Linked DNA regions of Zea mays: region 2 is linked to region 1. A link is a contact called in public Hi-C data. All regions are on one chromosome and are shown on one strand. The core of a region is the stretch at or near the end of the contact, and the rest is flanking DNA. Distances in the headings are between cores, read along the strand shown. Region 1 holds the start of LOC100280271. Region 2 holds the start of LOC103635902 (CRM-domain containing factor CFM9, mitochondrial).

The links. Hi-C and Micro-C count contacts between places; a contact is called where the count stands out from the background.
Region 2: a Hi-C map of ear shows a contact between it and region 1, with 2.2 times the contacts expected there. The contact joins the promoter of LOC103635902 here to the promoter of LOC100280271 in region 1. A contact is called at or near these places in 2 of 25 Hi-C or Micro-C datasets (ear and endosperm).

The regions. Positions count from the first base shown.
Region 1 is chr8:131,689,978-131,695,570 of Zm-B73-REFERENCE-NAM-5.0, reverse strand. LOC100280271 reads right to left here and starts at 2,486. Exons shown (of 12, transcript NM_001153199.2): 1 at 2,347-2,486; 2 at 1,332-1,494; 3 at 1,184-1,249; 4 at 961-1,058; 5 at 184-301; 6 at 1-107. The coding sequence starts at 1,463.
Region 2 is chr8:131,820,665-131,826,257 of Zm-B73-REFERENCE-NAM-5.0, reverse strand. LOC103635902 (CRM-domain containing factor CFM9, mitochondrial) reads left to right here and starts at 2,953. Exons shown (of 4, transcript XM_023300839.1): 1 at 2,953-3,247; 2 at 3,355-3,619; 3 at 4,625-5,026; 4 at 5,348-5,593. The coding sequence starts at 3,204.

The DNA.
Region 1 (5,593 bases), core at 1,237-3,736:
TTGTACAGTTCTTCCTCTGACACATTCATCATTATATTCTCAGCAATGTCCTTTGATACTCTTTCAACATATTGCCAACCTTTCGACTGCCCGACGAAGTCAAGAATCTGCTTGAAAGAGAAGTTATAGAACATTAAGATTTAGTTAAGTACATCCTTAAGGACATACACATGTGTACCATACCTTCGCCATAGTTTCCTCAGCGGTTGGTGTCTTGTTCTTGAATGCAGTTATCAATCCAGCATAACAAAACTTGTTTAATCCAAGTCCAGCAGCACTCATATCACTAACTATGGCATAACTATCAAAACAAATTCTTGTCATATAAGTTTCTCGTGCAAGTAAATAGATAAACCAGAAGGTGTTCACAGCTGAGGGTAAACTACAAATGTGTTCACAAATAGCACAGCTGAGAGGCCTACCTGGCAACCATACCCTAGACACTAAAGACACCAACTCTGATGTTATCAGCAAGAAATTACCAGAAAGTTGCATTACTCTAAACCTTCAAATCCATGAGATCAGTACTTACATATCTCATATTCTCAAATGATAGCTAACTGTTAGAAGTGTGGATGAACCTTTAACAAACAAAATGCATAGAGAATAAGTACAACAATGACAACAAAGCCTTTTAGTCCCAAGCAAGTTGGTGTAGGATAGAGTTGAAACCGAACAGAAGCCACAAATAAAGTTTCAGGCACGTGGTATCTTTTTTTCATTCGCTCCTATTCAAGCCTATAACTTTGGGTAGAGAACAAGTACGACTGACAAAATTCCGCTAAACTGTTTTGCTGGTTTGTGTTGATAAACTTCAAGTCATTATGCTAAGAGTGGCGAGAACCACCATAAATGGCAGTAGCACTGTGGCAAGCAACAAGTGATGTTATATTTCAATTTCAATAGTTGCATTGTTATATCTGTTGGAGCATATAAATACTGTCAAGAATTGTGCCTTACACTTGATCAGTTTGCCCTGTTGATGCAAGTGCATTCAGTAGACAAATGTAGGTTTCTCCTTTCAACTTAACATCATGTGCCTTCATTTCTTCTAAAAGCTTTGTTACAGGTAAAGGACAGGAGCATCAGTGAGCATGAAGAACAAAATAAAGCAGTTCAAGCATGAGAATGATATCATAATGATAAAAGCACAGTTAGCATTCAGGTACACAGAAAAACTAACCATGATTGCTGCATCTGAGTTCTTGCATTTTCCACAAGTGGAGATCAAGAAGTTGTAAAGGTTAACCTGGAAACCATTAAGAACATCAGACTGATATCTCTCAGATAAAAAGGAAATGGAGTGAATTGAGAGAAGTCAGCAATCTAACATCAGGCTTCAAACCCATTTCTTTCATCTGATCACGGAAGTAAAGCGCATCTTGTAGCCGGCTGCCTTTCATGGTACCGACTATGAGTGTGTGGAACGTTTCCCGCTCAGGCTTCACGCCATCAAGCATCATGTCGTCGTAAGCATCACGCAGAAGGTAGGGCCTAAAGATAACGAGAATGTAACTGTCATTCTACTGAAACAAAAAGGGAGCTGTCATTCTACTGAAGCATCATGTTAGAAAATAGTGGTTTCTGAAAAGGGAGCTGTCATTCTACTGAAACAAAAATTCAAGATGGGCATATACATGATGAAAAATGGCATTACCATAGGACATAAAGTAATTTGCTAAAAGTTATATAGACATACCTTTAGGAAAACAAAACAAGAAAATTCATATCTTAGAGGCCACAAATGACTAGTTAAACAATATCAGAAAAATAAGGCTCTCATATTTTTCGAGAATAAAGGAGGCTGTCCAGACAAGCTGGACATATGTGCGTAACCAAGAAAGAAATATGAGAAGCTAATAGCCAGCCCCCTGTTTTCTCACAATTTAACAGTGCATACATGTTTATTATTAGAAACTGAAATCGTACAATATTTAAGCCATTTGGGAGTAACCGAGGTGATCCCTCCTGTTTCTCTAGGGGGAATTCATGGCAGTCTAGTTGCTCAGGTGGCCAGGCTCACTGACACAACGAACAAAGGGACTTCTTGAGTTTGAAACTTTGAATTCGGAATTGTCATGCACAAAAGGGTAAATTCGCCTACAGCTACACAATATTATGTACAATTTTCACATGGCCATTAATCCCACAACACGAAAGGCCCCAGTGAACAATCGAATCAGCAAGCACATGCCTGCATACGGGACCAAACCAAGCACATGCCTGCTAATATGCAGCAACAGAACCAAAACAAGGCATCTCAACGAAAACGCCTCCCGCTTGGCAATGCGTCGAACAGCTAGCACGCAACGGGACGCGGCAATCATTAAAGCAACACTGCCTTGCCTGCGCTGAGCGACGAGCGATCCGATGACCGTGTTGTACTCGGAGTTGTTATCGGCGTAGTTCCGGCGCGCGTACTCTTCCGTCAACGTCGCCGCGTGGCGCCGCGCAGTGAGCGCCGCCGCCGCATGGCGCAACCGCCCTGCACCACAAACACCCGGGGGTCAGCCTTGGGGAGAGATCAGAGAAGGAAATGTGAGGGGGTGGAAATTGAGGAGACCCGGGAGCATGAGGGAGTTCTTGAGGAGAGCCATGGCGACGATGCTGCGGCACTGCGACTGCGGAGGGGCGGGGAGGAGGCGGACCAAAGGAAGGAGAAGGGTTTAAGGCGTCCGCCGTCGGATCGTCGATGGGCCGAATCCACTAGAGATTATGATGGCCCAAATAAGCCCACCACTAATTGCTTGTATACGCTATAGGTATACCAGCAACTCCAAAAGATTAACCAAATTTACTAATTTAACTACTCTTTAAAATAGATTTCACAAAAAGAGTAGACTAATCCAACAAACTCAGAACTCTGTGTGTCGAGTGAAGCATGATATCTAAAAATAGAGACCAAAATATTTATAGAGTTTATTGGAGACAATTTTCTTTTAATAATAGCTAAAATTTATCTTTATAAAACGATCTAACTAGTCTCTTAAAGTTGCTCTAATACATAATATACAGATGATAATCTCTTGCCACAGTCTAACCAATTCATCTAGAGAGAGATTTCTAAGTTTGTTCCCCTGCAAAATACGTGGGTAATGACCCATCTGTCTCCAACAAGTAGTAATAGCTGACCACGAAACTGTGATTAATCTGGTATCAAAACTACATTTTTCATATTATCTATGGAGAAAGTTTGAGGGTAGAACTATGGTATGGATTCTCAAAATCCAGTATCGCCAAACCTAGTTACTCTCGTGCCCCAACTTAGGGGGTACGAATTTGTCGAGTTTGATCAGTACTATAATCCTAAATATTTTATTGATCAGGTGGCACCCAGATTTGAACTGGGGGTAAAGGATTTGCAGTCCCCTGCCTTACCACTTGGCCATGCCGTAGCCTCCTGATTACATGTTAAGTTCTGTCATTGTGAGTTAAGAGTCTCAATCAAAACTAATACAATCTTTGTATGTTGTGACAGCACACAAGAAAAAATATTACATTTTATCTCAGTCAAAAGACCTAAAAATGTATGAGCTGAAAAAGAAGTCTGGTCTCTTTTTTATAGCTTCTTCAGCCACTCGTCTTTTTTAGCTAAAGAAGGTGGGCAAAATACCTAATACCCAAACTCCAAACCCAAATTACCTGAACCCAATTCCAAAGTACCCAAACCCGAAATACCCAATCAAAATTTTGGATAGCAATTCTAAAAAAATGAATTTAGTTCGGGTAGTTTGGGTAATGTTATCTGGTACCTGAACTACCCAAATTCTCTGAAATATATCAAATATTTAATATAAATCTATTTTTTGGAATAAATTAATATAATCTATACTAAATTAATGATATGTGAGTAGTATAGTGTGGGGGACAGATATCCCCCGGGTCCAGCGGAAGGATAAAAGACCTCACGAAAGGCCCGTGGACCCAATAGTTCGCGAGGTCATCCCTTCGTGGGCCTGGGAGAAACGTCCAGTAAGGCAGATTGACACAAGACTGGATCGACGCAGACCCAGACGGCTCGATGGATTTGAGCCGTGATCGCAACAGTGACCCGACCTTCCCACGCAGGGGCCCCGTACATCGGAACTGAGCGAGGATGAGTCGGCTGAACTATAGGAAGATAGACTCAGTTAGTTCACTATTACTTTGGCACACGTTGTTATCATATCCACATGTAATGCCCCCACGGTCGAGTATATAAGGCCTAGGGACACCCCTTCAAGACGATCGACATCACTCATTACTTAGTCATTCACCCCGCTCTCTACGTTTTCCAACACTAGAGAACTCCCCTGTAATTCATCACATAAAGCATTCTCGCCAGGACGTAGGGTGTTACGCATCTCAAAGTGGCCCGAACTTGTACATCATTGTCCACTATTTCTCGTGCATCCAGCACGAACCATCGAGCTACAGTCGGTAACACCGTTCTACTCCTAAAAGCACCTTGAGGGGTAACCCTGGGTGCGCGGTCGGACCCAAAACACTGACATATAGTGACTGTGAAAGCAGACAAGCAGCGTGTTCAAAATTATATTATTTTGTTACATATAATATTTACTTTATTTTTTTGTTGTTGTATAATAAAGAATACGGTTGAAGCAATCTATACTACTATATTAAGACTGCAGGGGTAGCCAGCATTTCATGATTTTGCCTCCTATCAATCTGCATCGTCCGTCCTATTGCCACGGCTACGCTTCAAACCTCCTTCGTTCCTCAATTTCCTCTCGATCCCAAGCTTTTGTCTCCACTCCCCCACTTTCTTGGTGGATCCTCCATCCACACACGGGAGTAGCGTTTGCATCCCTCATCAACGTCGCAGCCGCCAATTCCTTCTCCCCTCGCGCGGGCGGCTCCTCCACCCACTCCACCACCATGGCGTCACCACAACTCCCATGCATCCCTCCTCCTCAACGCCGCTCCCGCCAATCCCTTCTCCCTCGCGCGGTGTCTCCTCCACTCGCTCCGCCTTCATGGCGCCACCACAGCTTCTCGCTCTCGCATTGTGGTCGACACCCAGACGACGACCACGACATCTTGCTCCACCCGCTACGCGCCACGAGCAACATCGACCCCGCCCACTGCCTCAACCTCCGTCGTTATGACCGCCGCACCGTCGTTGGCGACAAGAGTGAACATATCGGTTTGTCTTCGCCGTCGACTCGGCTTACGTCTATATCGTCGACGTCCCCTTCGACCTCATTGAGGCTGACCTCCTCGCCATCTTCACGCAGCGAGTCGTAGGGTTTGTTTGGTTGCGTTGTGGCTGTGAAAAAAGTTATTGTGGGCTGTGAGCTGTGGAAAAAGTTGTTGTAGGCTGTAAGCTGTTAAAAAGCTAAAAACCGTTTGATGGATACCACTAAAAGTCGTTAAAAATTCTTCGATATATGTTTTCATAGTTCCATCTGAAAAGCCACTAAAAGCAGGTCCAGGTGTGCTTTCATATTTGCACTACGAGAAAGTCGGCTTTTAGAAAAAGTTGCTTCCTGGATCCAGCCCTTTGGTTGGCTTTTGGCTTTTAGGGGGCAAAAGCCAAAGCCAAAAGTCAAACCAAACACACCTGTAGACTCGCACCTTCTTCGCTTCACGC
Region 2 (5,593 bases), core at 1,704-4,203, 130 kb before region 1:
CTTCAAAATTAATATCTAAAACCCTCTTGAACACTAAGAGGAGGACTTCATTAAGGGGGAGTTTTGTTTAGTCAAAGGAAAAGCATTTGAAACAGGGGGAGAAAATTTGAAATCTTGAAAATGCTTCTCAAAATCTTATTCATATACCTTTGACTATTTGCAAAAGATTTTTGAAAAAGAATTTCCAAAACATTGCAAAACAAAACAAGTGGTGCAAGCGTGGTCCAAAATTTTTAAATTAGAAGAAAGCCATCCATGCATATCTAGTAGAAATAATTATTGGTTTCATTCCAAGCAACCTTTGCACTTACATTATGCAAACTAGTTCAATTCTGCACTTTTATATTTGCTTTGGTTTGTGTTGGCATCAATCACCAAAAGGGGGAGATTGAAAGGGAAATAGGCTTACACCTTTTCCTAATTGATTTTGGTGGTTGAATTGCCCAACACAAATAATTGGACTAACTAGTTTGCTCTAGATTATAAGTTTTACAGGTGCCAAAGGTTCACAACAAACCAATTAAAAGACCAAGAAAGGTTCAAACAAAGAGATCAAAAGACTACCGAAGTGTGCCCTGGTCTGGCGCACCGGACTGTCCGATGTGCCACCGGACAGTGTCCGGTGCACCAGGGAACCCAACTCCGAACTTGCCACCTTCGGAAATTCTGGGAGCCGCTCCGCTATAATTCACCATACTGTTTGGTGTAGCACCGGACTGTCCGGTGCGCCGGCGGAGTAACGGCTACACAGCGCCAACGGTCGTCTGCAACGAACAAAAAATGCGCTACAGTACGCGCCTGCGCGCGTAGAAGTCAGGATAGGCGTAAGAAGGCGCACCGGACAGTGAACAGCGACTATCCGGTGGCCCAGCTGTCAGAAGCTCCAATGGTCAGAACCCAACGGCCGGGTGACGTGGCTGGCGCACCGGACAGTGTCTGGTGGCGCACCGGACTGTCCGGTGCGCCATGCGACAGCAGCCTTCACCAACGACTATTTTGGTGGTTGGGGTTATAAATACCCCAACCACCCACCATTCATTGTATCCAAGTTTTCAGCCTTCAAACCTCATACAAGAGCTCTAGACTTCATTCAAAGACACAATCAAAGAGATCAAATCCTCTCCCAAGTCCGGAATCACTCCAAACAAATTAATGACTAGAGAGAGAGACATTTGTGTTCATTTGAGCTCTTGCGCTTGGATTGCTTTTCTTCTTCCTTCTTTCTTGTTTCCAACTCAATTGTAATCAAGGCAAGAGACACCAATTGTGTGGTGGTCCTTGTGAGGACTTAGTGTCCCGATTGATTGAGAAGAAAAGCTCACTCGGTCTAGGTGACCGTTTGAGAGAGGGAAAGGGTTGAAAAAGACCCGGTCTTTGTGACCACCTCAATGGGGAGTAGGTTTGCAAGAACCGAACCTCTGTAAAATAAATCACCGTGTCATCCGCCTTATTTACTTGTGATTTGTTTTTCGCCCTCTCTTTCGGACTCGTTTATATTTCTAATGCTAACCCCGGCTTGTAGTGTGTGCTTAAGTTTGTAAATTTCAGATTTGCCTATTCACCCCCCCTCTAGGTGACTTTCAGTACTCAAGTTGATCATTAGATCACTTGAAAGGGGTTGAGTGCAACCCTCGTCCATTGGGACGCCACAACGTGGAAGTAGGCAAGTGTTACTTGGCCGAACCACAGGATAAAATCGCGTGTCTCTTGTGATTGTTTTCTCTTTGATTGTCTGTGTTCACAAGAGCTCGTTTCAAGCCACTTAACCATTCTAACCTTCATAACCAAAGTTTTGTGGTTATTAGTGTTGAATTTTACAGGATCACCTATTCACCCCCCTCTAGGTGCTCTCAACATTACAAGGCGAATACTTGCCCAAGGCGTTGAACGATCATTTCCTGAAGCAATACCATCCTAGTATGTGGCAAGATGCTCAAGAGAACCGATGTGGTCACATCGAGTTGATTCTAGCCTGTACCAGTACTTTTGGTTCGCTTAGCTTCTCCAAAATGCAGGAGCATGTGTTGAGCACCATTTGTGGCACTAGGCACGGCTAGACGGTCTGACCCTAAGGACCGGACGGTCCGCCCATAGACGCGGACGATCCGCGAATATATCAGATCAGTCGCAACTAATCCCTTTTCCGTGCGAGTTTATCCCTCTAAACTCACGGTTGCTGTTGGAAGACGCCTAGGAACGGGTCCAAATCTCCCCTATATATATTAAGGGGTACGGCCGATTACAATCACCAATAATCGATCAATAATCAATATATCTTCCGTTCTTTACCTTTTGTCCTAGTAGTATATAGTAACATAGCTTTCTCCTTATAACCTTCACCTTTCTCTGACTCTACGTCATCTAGAGGCGTCTTACGTGACCTGTCGATCACAAGACAAACTCTAAGATCTCTACTCCCCGACGGGGTCCCTCCCAGGAGCGAGATCTAGGTGCTGTTGGCGAACTCCGCCGCCCGTGCGTGCGCGGACCATCTGGCACGTCGGCAGGAAACCCTCGTCTCTACGCCAGGTCGCGATCCGTCCGGCCCTCGACCGCGAACCGTCCGTGCTGCCGCAGAAAGCACCGTTGCCGATACACATCGCAGTGATTGGCGCCAACACCATTATTTTATTGGTTCCATATATAGATGCACACATATATAAAAATGTTATGTTTCTACAAACAATTGTTTATTCAAATAATTTTATCATTTCTATGTGTATATATTCATATATATTGTTGTTTCTATATATCTAAAGCAATACTTTTTAAAATATAAAAGTGCATCGATAAAATACTCACTGCGGAAGCAATTTACTAGTCCATATAGATTGAGAGTAAAAGGAGTGAGACCTAACTCAGCAGGTCCAAAATTGTGTCTTTTACAATTTTTCCTTCAATTCTGTTTCCCGGGATAGAAGTCAGTAGTTTGGGCTTCCCCGCCACGGTGACTACGTTTGCGTTGCAGCCGCCTCATTGACCCTCAGAGCAAACGGCTCACAGCTACCGCCTCGCATCCGACGGACAATCAAGTTCCTTGCCTCCCCCCGGCATCACCCACCGTCCCGATCCCGACCAGCCAGGGTTTATCGCGCCGCGCCGCGCCGCCTCATAAACCCACCTCGCATCCGCCCCGCCGCGGCGGCGCCTTCCAGAAGAACTCCCACAAACTTCGGCAGCGGCGGGCGCGCACCCAACAAGCCATGTGGAGCCTCCTACGGGCAGCCTCGCCATTGCTCCGCCGCAGGTGCGTTCCGCCCCTTCCCTATCGACCCGGAGCAGCAGCACCGGCTCTCCCCCCATCCCTCTCGATCTCTGATGTGCGCGCGCGCGCCTGTTTATGCGGCGGGACAGCTCCGGGCGCTTGGCCGCGAGGGGCGAGGCGGTCGCCGCGGCCTCGGCCTCCGCTCCGGCGCCCGCGGGGTTGCTGGCGGTGGGAGCGGGAGCCTACAGCCGGTGGCGGCGGGCGATGTCTACCAAGGGGAGGAGCATGCGGAGCAAGGTGGAGAAGCGGATGGCGAGGGAGACTGGCCGCACGCAGCGGGAGCTCCGCCGCGCCGTCAAGCTCAGGAAGAAGCTCATGACCGAGGACGAGAAGCTCATCTACAACCTGCGCAGGGTAAGAAGGCTTCAAACCTCCCCCATTTTCCTCCCCTCGTTAATCAGTAGTGACCAGCCTCTTCCAAGTGGGACGCGATTCATTATGTTTTTTTGGTTGTTGAAAGTGTTGGCCCCTATATGATTTATGGGGAGGAATCGGGGGGCTATTCTCTGTTTATTATCTGAATAGATCAAATAGCTAACGTAGAAGATTGGAAAGTCAACCACACCTGTTGTGCACATACTTAAGTGTCAGGCTATCCGCAGCGGTTTCCCCTAAATTTCTCCCTCTATATAACTTTTTTACGTCACATCGTCAATATTTCATCCTCTACTTTTTCATATCCCGCAGCAGTTCTCCCTAAAATTTCCCCCTATACCCCACTACTACCATAAAATATCATTTTTCATATCTATTCATCATCCATTCTTATTTTTTACCAACTAAGAAACACTCAAGTGCACACAAAACAACGGCGTACAGTGCAAGAGGAAGACGGCGGCTTTCTCCAGATCTGTGGAGAGAGAAGGTTGCCCCCTTGCACTGTACCCTATTTAGGGGATCACACTGCGGCTCGTAGCGGGTAGTGTTGCCCCCTAAAGGAGGGGAGGGGGAGCGGCAGCGGGAGCCGCTGCACACAGCCTCATACCGTCCCATTATCTTTAAGGTTTTGGAATCCAAAACTATGTGGTAATGTATGTTATAATCATGGCATATTTGAAGCCATATGAACTATTTCTCATGTTCTGAATGAATACATGTGCCTGGTTATGAACACAGTGCTTGCACTATTTTACGCTTGAAGAAAAACCAGTGCCCATAAATAACAAAACATATGGCTCATTAGCATAGTTACTGGATGCATAATCCTAGCTGAGCTGGGACACCTTTTAAAAATAAAAAAAATGTAAGTTCTAGATATATCATGAAGATATAGGTAATCTGCATTGTCTATTGTCTGTGGTCTATTACTTTAGTAGCAAAGTCCTTGACTTAGCATATTCTCTGTTTTCTTTTATCTAGGCCAAGAAAAAAGTTGCTTTGCTCCTACAGAAGCTCAAGAAGTATGAGCTACCAGACTTACCAGCTCCGCGTCATGATCCTGAGCTGTTAACGGCAGAGCAACTACAAGCTTACAAGAAGATTGGATTCAGAAACAGAAACTATGTGCCTGTTGGAGTTCGTGGAGTCTTTGGAGGTGTTGTTCAAAACATGCATATGCACTGGAAATTCCATGAGACGGTGCAAGTTTGCTGTGACAACTTCCCAAAGGAAAAGATTAAGGAAATGGCAGCAATGCTGACAAGATTGAGTGGTGGAATAGTGATCAACATTCATAATACCAAAACAATCATCATGTTCCGAGGAAGAAACTACCGTCAACCAAAGAACCTTATACCTTTCAACACACTTACCAAAAGGAAGGTCAGTCCCTTGCAACTGATGTGTCTGTCTCAGTTAGCATTTCCTTGCTATTTCTATTCTGCTTACCACTTGCTCTGGATAACGCATGTTCACTGGATGGCATTTGTGAACAACAAATTCATAGAGTACTGGTTTGTTTAGGTTTCATATGGCTAACTCCAATGGAGTAGCCTTCTTTCCCATCGAATTGATCATCTCCATCTTTGCTCTTTTTTCTCTCTATCAGTGTATTAAGAAAACATTTAGTTACTGAATAATTTAGTAACATTGATTATTCTTTATTATGGCTCATGGGGCTTGATACAAGTATTCTTGCTGCAGGCACTATTCAAGGCTAGATTTGAACAAGCACTTGAATCACAAAAATTAAACATCAAGAAAATAGAAACCCAACTCCGTCGTAAGGGTATCAATCCAGAGGACCCAGTTGCTATGGCTAGCATCCAGCGTGTTGCCTCTACGTTCTTCCGAGCCATAGATGAGCAGCAAGGTACTCCGTATATTTTCCGTGGGGACACACAACCTTCTGCTGGGACCTCTGAAATAAAAGAACCACGTGATGAACCA